Regions from separate parts of the Sus scrofa genome. Here region 2 is linked to region 1. A link is a contact called in public Hi-C data. All regions are on one chromosome and are shown on one strand. The core of a region is the stretch at or near the end of the contact, and the rest is flanking DNA. Distances in the headings are between cores, read along the strand shown.

The links. A called contact is a pair of places that touch in the nucleus more often than the background predicts.
Region 2: a Hi-C map of mesenteric adipose tissue shows a contact between it and region 1, with 2.0 times the contacts expected there. The contact joins two enhancer-like sites. A contact is called at or near these places in 2 of 5 promoter capture datasets (fetal liver and liver), 9 of 47 Hi-C or Micro-C datasets (alveolar macrophages, embryonic fibroblasts, fetal skeletal muscle and 5 more) and 1 of 2 datasets of contacts at active chromatin or transcription factors (skeletal muscle).

Annotation. Positions count from the first base shown.
Region 1 is chr4:110,961,214-110,966,615 of Sscrofa11.1, forward strand. C4H1orf194 reads left to right here. Exons shown (of 4, transcript XM_021090091.1): 4 at 605-1,259. The coding sequence ends at 653. It overlaps TMEM167B (protein kish-B), which reads right to left. Exons shown (of 3, transcript XM_001926138.5): 3 at 4,678-5,402. Among named protein-coding and RNA genes, the nearest start is that of TMEM167B, 7.6 kb to the right of the region's middle. Within about 2 kb of position 2,673, at least 63 of the 83 cell types and tissues checked have an H3K27ac peak or open chromatin away from gene starts, as enhancers often do. A contact at or near this core is called in mesenteric adipose tissue, retroperitoneal adipose tissue and skeletal muscle, where this site is marked.
Region 2 is chr4:111,224,887-111,230,288 of Sscrofa11.1, forward strand. It overlaps AKNAD1 (protein AKNAD1), which reads left to right. Exons shown (of 13, transcript XM_021090095.1): 11 at 1,151-1,232; 12 at 2,267-2,366; 13 at 3,104-4,588. The coding sequence ends at 3,235. Among named protein-coding and RNA genes, the nearest start is that of AKNAD1, 32 kb to the left of the region's middle. Within about 2 kb of position 2,810, at least 15 of the 83 cell types and tissues checked have an H3K27ac peak or open chromatin away from gene starts, as enhancers often do. A contact at or near this core is called in mesenteric adipose tissue, retroperitoneal adipose tissue and skeletal muscle, where this site is marked.

The DNA of each region.
Region 1 (5,402 bases), core at 1,423-3,922:
GTTCCTGTGGTAACGAACCTGACTCTCTGGGAGGACTCAGGTTCGATCCCTGGCCTCACTCAGTAGGTTAAGGATCTGGCCTTGGCCATGAGCTGCGGTGTAGGTCACAGATGAAGCTTGGATCCCTCGTTGCTGTGGCCAGCAGCTATAGCTGATTCGAGCCCTAGCCTGGGAACTTCCATGTGCCGCAAGTGCTGCCCTAAAAAGACCAAAAAAAAAAAAAAAGAAAAAGAAAAAGAAAAAGAAAATCAGGGAGTTGAGGTGATTGGTTATTAGGAACATCAGGCGTAACTGAGAGTCTGGGAACAGCAGTGATTAAGATGGCACTTAATACCAGGGGACATGCTGACCAGAGAGCTAGAAGTAAATTCAGTTTTTCAGAGCCTCTTCATCAGCCTTACGTCTAGGAGGCAAAAATATTCAGCAAAAGACAAACCTGAGAGTGGAAGACCTATCGCTAACCTCCCATCAGCCCTCTCTGTGCCAGGTTCTGCCATGGTTAGAACCGTCTCCATAGTGCCCATAAACGTATGGGTGGTGACAGGTTCTCAGAAAAGGCAGAGCGTCTGAAATTCACAGCCCACTCCTTCTCTCTTCTCCACAGTGTCCCCCCACACTGCAGCTACCAACAGAGGTTATTCCCGGAAGAATGACGGTGGCTTTTTCTCCACCTAAGTGTTGACAGGCCCCAGACTAATTAATCGTGTGGGACATCCTTCGCCCGCCTACATTAAAGAGGTTTGTGTAAGACGAAGCCGTTGTGTGTTATCCACAGACTGCAAGGTGCCACTTGACTACTCTTGAAATATGGACATTTCTCAACTTCCAGAAACTAGTCCTGGTGGGCATATTTGCAACTCAGAAAGTGATCTTGCCAAAAAGATACAGATCTAGGACAAAACAGCACTGTTTTTGGCAGGAGACAGGGATTCACATTTTGTCAGCTGGAGTCAATCCAACCAACAGATATCACCCATTCGACATTTCTTGCAAACCTTTATGTGTCTGGCACTAAGTGTTGGGGAAACAATGAGCTTATAAACACTGTAATTTTAGTAGCACTAACATTCATGCTGAGGTCAGACTTAACTGATTTCAGACCTCCTGGATTTAGTCACCTGATGGATTCTACCTTCCCATGAGGACTCTATCTTCCTGGTGCTGGCTCCTTGCCATTGTTCATTCTCTTCCCTCTGCTACTTTTTGCCTGGGAGTCAATTCCCTTTTCTCTGCCTTGATTTGTGCTGTGATATATAGCCCCCTAGTCTTAGAAACAGGACTCAACAATCTGGTGCTGGGGTCTAAAGGTACCTAAAAACTGATGCATTAATGTGGCTTCTTAAATCACCAAGTAACTCACAGGAACCTGCTGTTAGAATGAGCAAGAAATGGCAGACCGGAGTTCTCGTCTTGGCTCAGTGGTTAACGAACCTGACTGGCATCCATGAGGACTCGGGTTTGGTCCCTGGCCTTGTTCAGTGGGTTAAGGTTCTGGCATTGCCGTGAGCTGTGGTGTAGGTTGTAGACTCAGCTCAGATCCTGAGTTGCTGTGGCTGTGGCGTAGGCCGGTGGCTACAGCTCTGATTTGACATGGGAACCTCCACATGTCACTGGTACAGCCCTAAAAGACAAAAAAGAAAGAAAAAAAGAAATGGCAGACCTTTTAGAATTATTGTACTAAGTTCCCATTTCTCTTCACCTCCCCTTTTTTTTGGCCACCTGGTGGCATGTGGAGTTCCCTGGGCCAGGGATCCGATTCCAGCCACAGTTGTAACCTAAGCCACAGGCAACAGGGGCCAGGGATCAAACCTTGGTCCCAAGGCTCCCAAGATGCTGCCAATCCCATTGTGCCATAGCAAGAACTCCAGGTTCCCATTTCTAAGCCTAGACAGCATACGCATTGCTGAATAATTCAGATATAAAAGGGCTTCTTCCTGGTACTCAGGTGCAGGGCCCTTAAATCACCAACCCATCACAGCCCCTCTTCCCCAGAGATACTCCAGTCTATTCAGTGGCAATATTGTTTCAGTTCTCATTATTTAGAATGGCTCTGGTTCATCACCTCACGTGGGTTGATAACATCAAATTTATTATTGCCATCCATGCATGGCAGCTTTTAAAAATACAGATTCCTAGACGTCCCTGATAATTCTAATTCAGTAAATCTGGTTGCGGGTCCCTGGAATCTGAGTTCTAATAAACTCTCCAAATTCTCTTAGGGATATACACACATCTAGACATGCATGTAAACCTCTATCCCTTTGCGGCAGGCACTGTAGAGTGCCTTTATACCCGGGGCACCAGTGTTGGCACCATACAAAAGAATCATCGTTGCAAGGCGGGCCTAAAGAAAAGGAGGCGGCTAGGGAAGAAAAAAAGCTGCAGCAGGAACAAGGCCTCCGTCGACGTTTAGCTTCCGCTCCCGCAGGCGGGGAGATGGCTCATTCAACCTCCACCAGCGGCCCGGGGCCGCCGACCGTTGACACGTTAGCCCCAACGCCGCGGGCTGCCGTGCACTGGAGCCGGGCTCAGATCAGAATCGCCTCGATAATCAGCGGCCCGGGACGAGCCCGGCCTCGTCTATCTGATCAATTCATCACGTCTGAGCGCCGGGCCCCGTAGGCTCGGCTCCGGGACCGCGGCGTTGCCACCGCCCATTGGGCCTCGCTGCACAGCGCCCCAAGAAAAGGGCTTCGCAGGAGGTGAGCCTTTCATTTCGGGTCGGCCCGGCGGGGCTGGAGTCACAACCCGATCAAATAAGATCAAGGTGTAGGCCGGGGGAGGGGCACGGGGGCGGGAGCACGCACTCGCCTTGCACGCACCACGCGCACTCACATTCACGCATCCACTCACACATTCGGCCCGCACGCGCCTTCCACGCAACTCCTCATCACAGCACACTGCAACCTCACCCCCGGCCGCTCTCCCTCCGGTTCCGGAGCGGAAGTCTGCACCCTCCTTTAAACCCTCTGCACGCCCTACCCCGCCCCGGAGGATTCTGAGAGGAACCATCCAGCACAGGCCTTCCCCGTGTGCGCACTTTGCTGCCCTCGCGTGGCTCGGAGGGGAACCCAGGGCCCAGGTAAAGGCGGAACAAGTTCCCACAAAACTGAATCGTGAATGCCTTTTGATCTTTGTGCAGCTACATATTTATAATCCATATCTATAGCTTTTCTTTGATCTTTGATCCAAGTACTGGATATAAGATGATTCAATCTCCGGAGGTCTCTAAGTGAATGATTCCTTTCCCAGGGAGAAGGCAATTCCTGGTCATTACCAACATCAACTTCCCAGGAGCTCCTCCAAAGGACGAAGGCAAACATCATTTTACCAAAGACAAAGGTGAGCACAGATTACTGAAATCCAAGGACTAAGTAGTCAGACTAGCCTTGAAATGAATAAAGATAGGAAGGCATATCCTTATCTTCAGAGAGCCCTCCTGCCATCTGGAACTTGCTTTGGTAGTCATATTGCTGAATCGTTTACTTTCAAAGTCATTAAAACATCTTTCAAATTCCAGAATGATTTCAAAAAAAAAAAAAAAAAGGAACAACTATGTAAGTAGAATTAGTTCCTTTCACACCAGAGAGCACACGTTATAATATGGCCTTGTGCCATTGCCACCCAGCAGGTGGAATAAACAAATAGGGAGAAAGTATCCATTGTATTTGCCAGAATCCCACTGGCTCAAGGATTTTCTAGGTATGTGGCTGGGTAACCTGATAATCTCGCTTGAATGAATAAATTTATGGCTGGTGGTGGCAGATGATAATTGTTTTTTTTTTTTTTTTGTCTTTTGTTGTTGTTGTTGCTATTTCTTGGGCCGCTCCCGCGGCATATGGAGGTTCCCAGGCTAGGGGTCTAATCGGAGCTGTAGCCACCGGCCTACGCCAGAGCCACAACAATGTGGGATCTGAGCCGCGTCTACAACCTACACTACAGCTCACGGCAACGCCGGATCGTTAACCCACTGAGCAAGGGCAGGGACTGAACCCGCAACCTCATGGTTCCTAGTCGGATTCGTTAACCACTGCGCCACGACGGGAACTCCGGTAATTGTATTTTAATAGCAGTAGTAGGTGAAATGTATTGGGGGTGTGTTATTTGCATTATTTAATACGCCTCAAAAATGTATTTATATATATATATACACATACATACACACGAATATATATATGTAAATATGTGTGTGTATAAATGATTACACATATATCAGTTCTCTCAAAGGAGAGAGCTATGCCCTCATAGATTCTGAACTCTATCATACATTCAGTGACCATCACAGGGGGTTCACAGAACTGATGGCATTCACTAATGCAGACTAAAAGGTATACTATGGGCAGAACCCAGGGGATGCTGAACAGTTCAATAATTCAGCATGGGGGAGTTCCCATAGTAGTTCAGTGGTTAACGAATTTGACTAGGAACCATGAGGTTGCAGGTTCGATCCCTGGCTTTGCTCAGTGGGTTAAGGATCCAGCGTTGCCGTGAGCTGTGGTGTAGGTTGCAGACACGGCTCGGATCCTGCATTGCTGTGGCTGTGGCATAGGCCTGTGGCTACAGCTCTGATTAAACCCCTAGCCTGGGAACCTCCATGTGCAGAGGGTGTGGCCCTAGAAAAGACAAAAAAATAAAAAATAAAAAAAAAATCAGCATGTATTTGACAAATGGACAAAATGGTAGGGAAAGAAATTTTATTTTCAAGGATTTGTGCAGACAATGGTGAATAAAAAATTTTATTTCAACTATAAAAAGCTGATTTCATTCCACCCCAGCATACTGGGTTTATGGTGATGCCAGTTTGAATCTGAGGCAAAACTGCTAACCCCGTTCTTCTACCCCTAAATGGACTCCTTTAGAGAAACAACTTCCTACAATTTTCAGTCAAAAATAGATGACACACCAACCAAAGTGACAAATTAAGCAAGTTTCTGCTTATCTGCTTACATAAAGTCAAGACATGAAATAAACTGTGTGTTTGTTATTTGCTTTAAATTACCTTCACGCTGTGTACTTTTTGGTACATTCTGGTATGAAGACATCTCAAACATAATAGTTCAAGAGTTTAGGTCAAGATGACCCATCCAGGAGGCTGTAAAAACTGGTTTGAACAACTAGAGCTGTGAAATGGAACTAGTTTAAAATATGAAGCGGCTCTAAGCACCAAGCTTAGAGATGTTAGCCCTATTAGAAAACAAAAGTCATTAAAGCTACAAAATAACAAGTGCAAAACATGCTGAACCTGTATTTCCAGGGAGTGACATTCCCATTGACCAGCAGGTTCCAAACTCACACCCACAAGGTGTAACTCTTCTTTCCGTTCCACTAGCTTTCCTTTGTCTTGTGTGAAAGACCCTCAGAAGCAACAATGGAAAATACATGAATCATTGAAATTTACCCTG
Region 2 (5,402 bases), core at 1,560-4,059, 260 kb after region 1:
AGCATGTAGAGAAACAGACTATTTTTACACTCCTAAAATATCAAATTGCTCATTTCAGTGCCAAACATTTATTGATAAAGATGAATAAAACACGGCTCCTTCCTCCCACGGAATTATAACCTATTGAGAGAAAGGAACACGTACCCAAATAAGGGACGCTCATGGCAAAATGTGCCACGTGCTAGAAGCACGGGGGTGGTCCGCTAAGGGCACCAGAGGAGGGAAAGGGACACTCTTGTTTTGCTTCTGAACGAGGACGTTCTGGTTCTCTGACACCCTTTCCTCATGAGCAAGTTCGAACCTTCAGAGCTTTCTCTCCATCGCTGGGGCCGGGGTGCCAGAGAGAATGTTTCTTATCTTTCATAACTGCAGGTGTCCAAGACTAAAGAACAGCCTTCACCCGAAGGACCTCAGCTGCGTCCCCCCCCTCAGCTGCCAGATCCTCCAGTTGGGCGTGTTCTCTCAAGGGGATGGTCCCCAAGACTCTGCAAAAGCAACAGGCAGAGTTCTTTATTACCGCCTTGGTTTTGGGGTCTACAACCCTTGAGACCTCATTCCAGTATGTGAATGAGGAAAGCAGTGGAGTCATGACAGGGAAAGAGAAGCCAGAGAAGCCAGAAGGAGGAAGGGGGCCGGGGAGGGGGGGAAGGGAGCCTCAGTGACCCGAAGGCGAATTTGTGTTCCATGGTGACTTTGCTGTGCTTATCTTCTCCTCTGTTTGGTCTCTATTTTCCAGAACTGTCTCAGTAACATAATTTAGTTCTGACTCCTAGAAGTCTTGGTCCCAAAGTGAGGAGGCCTTCAGAAATTGATTCAGTCCACGCTCTTGGAAAATATTCTCCCTCCATTTGCCACATGAAGAGGCTGAGCCTGCAGACACGCTCAGGTCACAGAGCTCACACCCAGAGAACCCAGACTCCTGGTCTCCTGTCTGCCAATAAAGCTCCTTTTACATACTGAATTTCTTTTCTTGAATACATAATACTTGATGGCTATTTCCCATGTCCCCAAATTTTCTTTATTTCCCCAAATTTTATGAACTATTTCATTCATACAGAAAAGTTCAGGAAATGATACCCATTAATCGTTTGGGGATCATTTGGGGCTCTTTTTTGATGTTCCGAATTTAATCTTAGCTAACGTTTTCCAGCTCATTCACAACCAAAATGGATCTGTTCCCAAAGAGCAAATTCAAAATCCTCACTTGATGCGTGCGATCTCATACCAGGAAAGTAAGTATTATTAACACAATGACTACCCCTCGCTTGGATGCATGCAATGTGCTTAGAGCATTCAGTTACCTGCCCTCGATCTCCTGGATCAGCAGCAGTACAGCCAGGATTCAAATGTAGGTCTGGCTAATACTTCAGTCATTCAGTGATTCATTCAACAAATACTTGAGTGTCGATAGCAGGACACTGGGACTAAGTCACCCGCCGTTCCTGCCCTCAGAGAGCTCACTTTTATTGGTAGAGGAAAAGGGGGCATACCGAGTGCTATTACCTAGTTTGGGGGTTCAGGGAAACTGAGTTCTAAAGGGTGAGTATGAATGAACTAGCAAGGGGATGGAGGTGTAAGTGGGAAGAAGGTGCCAGTCTAGGAGGGCGTCCTGGTGTGGGAAGGCCCTTGGCAAGTCCAGGAACGATGCAGCTGGAGCCTGGAAGATGGAGAAGCAGTGGGCAAGATGAGGCTGGTGAGGGAAGGCCAGTGGGATGGGCAGGGCCAGACCGTGCAGGGGCTTGTCAGCTGCAAGATTTCAGAGGCTTAGATATAATGGGAAGCCAAAGAGGTGGTTTTTTTTTTTTTTTTTTTTTTTTAACCTGAGTGTTTTTTAACATTTTCTTGTGTTTTAAAAGATCACTAACTAAGGGAGAGGGAAGAAATTAGAGGAGTCAAGGATTGCAGCACAGAGGCCAAATAGGAGGCTAGTGCAATAATCCAGGTGGCGTGATGGCAGCTTGGCCAAGGGTGGTAGAAGAGGAAAGAGAGAAGTCTCATATTCAAGAGCTATTTGGGAGGCAGGACAATGTAGCAGTGTGGCTAGAGTTCAGGCCATGCGGTCACATTCAAGTCTGAACCCCACCACCCACTCTCAGAGTGCAGTGCAGTGTTTATGGATGTGGCCCCTGGGGAGTTCTTGGGTTTGCATCCTGGTTATGTGTCCTTGGGCAGGGGTGCACCAGCTCCTTGTCCCAACACACACACACACGGCCATTACCTAACCACAGAGCTGGATGGCACTCAGGTGCCTTTGCGTTTTTTACAGTTCAGACCTGGCTACATGCTCACCCCCTTCCCAGTCCTGCAGGATTTCTGGAAGCACATCCTTAAGCAACTTTCGTGGTGTTGAGGAGATGGAATCTGAGGTGAGGAGTTAGAAAAAAATTCTAGAATCCTTGCAGCTTGTAAGTTTGGTCTGGATGACCACAAAACTGATGGCCTTTAAATTATTACAGTACAGAGCGTCAGAAAAAGCTTTGCTAAAGCAACGTGTGCTCAGCACTAACATAAAGATACACAGCCTGAGTGGCCACGTGGTTTGCATTATTCCTAAATTGGGTCCAAGGCAAACTTCCTGGAGAAAGTGTTCTATGGGTGGTGCCTTGGCACAGATTCTCCTGGCCCTGGCATGAGGGCACCCCACTCACAAGTCTGTCCAGTGACACTGGGGTGACAGCTGCCAGCAGTCTCCCATTTATTTTCAGGCCACTTTCCAACACTGCCCCATGCATGCACTTGCACCCCGGGTGCCCTCTCGGTGGTTATGGCCCGGGATCCCCTGCATTGTGCCCCCCACCCCAGGAGCTTCTCTCCTCACACATCTCTTTTTCCACAGCAGAAAACAGCCCGGCAGGTTGCTGACCTCACCCTCTGATTCATGCTCATCAGTCACGTGTTGGCCTTTTTTCTGTCCCTTTTTTCTAAAAAAACATATTCCACTCAGACTGGTTTCCTAGGAAACAAACCCTCAAAACAGAAATAGACCGGGTGGAAAAGAGAGTACTCCAAAAATTCCACTTAGCGGTGTTGAATAATGCGAACCCAATTAAGAGAAGCAGTCGTAAATTTAAGTGACGAAAACGTGTGGACTCTTTCTCTGTAGATTTTAAACTCATCTTTGGATCATGCCCTAAGGACAGCAACCGTTTTGAAACAAACTACTGATCAAATGATTAGAACTATTGCAGAAGATCTGGCCAAAGCGCAGAGATGGAGGAACCGACTGAAATACTAGTTTGACTCAAAGGCACCAAGGATTTTTTTTTTTTTTTGAATGCAGGGAAAGCTTGATTAGGCAACTTATGAAGATGAGTTTCCAGAGAAAAACTCCTTTGTGAGGGACACAAAGTGCTTAAATGAAGAAAATGGACCCGTGATTCTTAAAGATCGAAATCAACATGTATTTGTTTAAAAATAAACCTGTCATTCCTACCTCATAATAAGATAAATCAAAGCAATAAAATATACTTTTACCTACGAGTATGGCAAATACTCAAGTTTGAAAATCCCTGGCAGTGCCAGTGAGGATTGGGGAGACAGGAACTCTCGGACTGCTGCTGGAAGTACAAATTAGCGCCACCTTGTTACAAGGCACCTCGGTAACTGCCATCAAATGCTATGAATTCCAAGTGGCAATTCCACTGCTAGGACTTTGCTTTTAAGTAACTCATGCGACAGGAAGCAGTATGCAGGTGAGGACGGCCCCCAAGTGGAGCTAATCTAACACCCTATGTGATGATACACAAGCAACAGCGGTCATACTCTGCAGCCACGGAAAAGAATGAGGTGTATAATCTGTAAGACTGTGAAAAAAAGCAAGATGCCCAATAATGTATATAGTGTGACCTCATCTGTTTTTCAAAGAGTCTACGTACTTTCCGGAAAGATACACAAAACTATTCAGTGGACCCCCAGGAAGTGGAATTGGGAGTTTTGTGGGGAAGAGGGGGTCTTGACTTTTCATTTACTTTCTGGACTGTATGAAATTTTTACGATACACGTATACATTATTTAAAGATCTTCTGAAGTCAGAAATACGGAAAAACAGTAGTCTTAATGAAATTGGGACCCAAGTGAAGACAATTCGTTAAAACTGTGTGTATTAAGTGCATTAGCATTTTGTGGAGAACATAGGAACATGCTTCTGATAGGCTGGCTTAGGACTGCTGTGTGACCTCAACAACAGAGCAGCTGGTTGGTTACTGGCCCTGGTCCCTCTTTCCCGGGCCTCCATTCACTCCTGTTCCAACAGAAGCTTCCCAAGCCCCAGAGCTCTGCTTAGCGGTAAGGGGAGTTGAATCCATTTCTGCTTTGAAGATTTCTTTGGTGACCAAGGCAGCTGCGATTTGTCTAGCTGGCTGGAGAGTGAGTTATTTTTAACTTTGGGGCTTGGAAACTGGTTTAGGGTGCCTGGGAAGACATAAAGCAGGGGCCATTCAGAGGATACCTCGGACTGCGTGGCAAATTGTACTTTTAAGTTGTTGCTTTATGAGGAAGATAGTGAGGACTGGTAGCAGATTTTTTTTTTTCTTTTGTCATTTTAGGGCCACACCTGCAGCATATGTAGGTTCCCAGGCTAGGGGTCGAATCAGAGCTGCAGCCACCGGCCTACACCAGAGCCACAGCAATGCCAGATTCGAGCCGCATCTATGACCTACACCACAGCTCACGGCAACACCGGATCCTTAACCCAGAGTGAGGCCAGGGATCCCAGGGATCGAACCCTCATCCTCATGGATCCTACTTGGGTTCATAACCTGCTGAGCCACAATGGGAACTTCTGGTAGCATCGTTTTAAGAGAAAAAAGAAAGTCAACTATGCTTCAATAAAAGTAAGAGGAAAATGGAAGCCTAAATTCTATGTGCTAAGAGACCCAGATTCATCACAGATATAACTTTAATCACCAGCTGTTTTGGGGGCCATGCAGCACTATCCCGTGCCCAAGTTTAAAATCACACACTTCTCTGGCTTGAAGTGCTCTCAAATGACTCGTTAGTTCCTAACCTCTTTTGTGTTCAAACCTTTATGAGAATCTGATGAAAGTTACGGAGTCTCCCACCTCCCCCACACTCCCCTCTCCCATGGAAAGGTGACAGATGAACACGTACAATTTTGCACACAATTTTTAAAAGTTCATGGACACTTGAAGCAAATCCATGGAACCCAAGTTAGAAAGGACTGCCATTAAATGAATGGTCCTAGTCCCACATTTATTAACCATCATAGGAACTTACCATTGTAAGCATTCATGATTTAAAAACTTGGCCCATCTCTGCTTTCCTAAACCATATTCTAAATGTAATTTTACACTTCCTTGATGATTGAAGATCCTTATGAACAACCACTGCAACACGTCTAAACAAAGAAATAGAAATAGGACCATGTCCTTAAGGAATTCTAG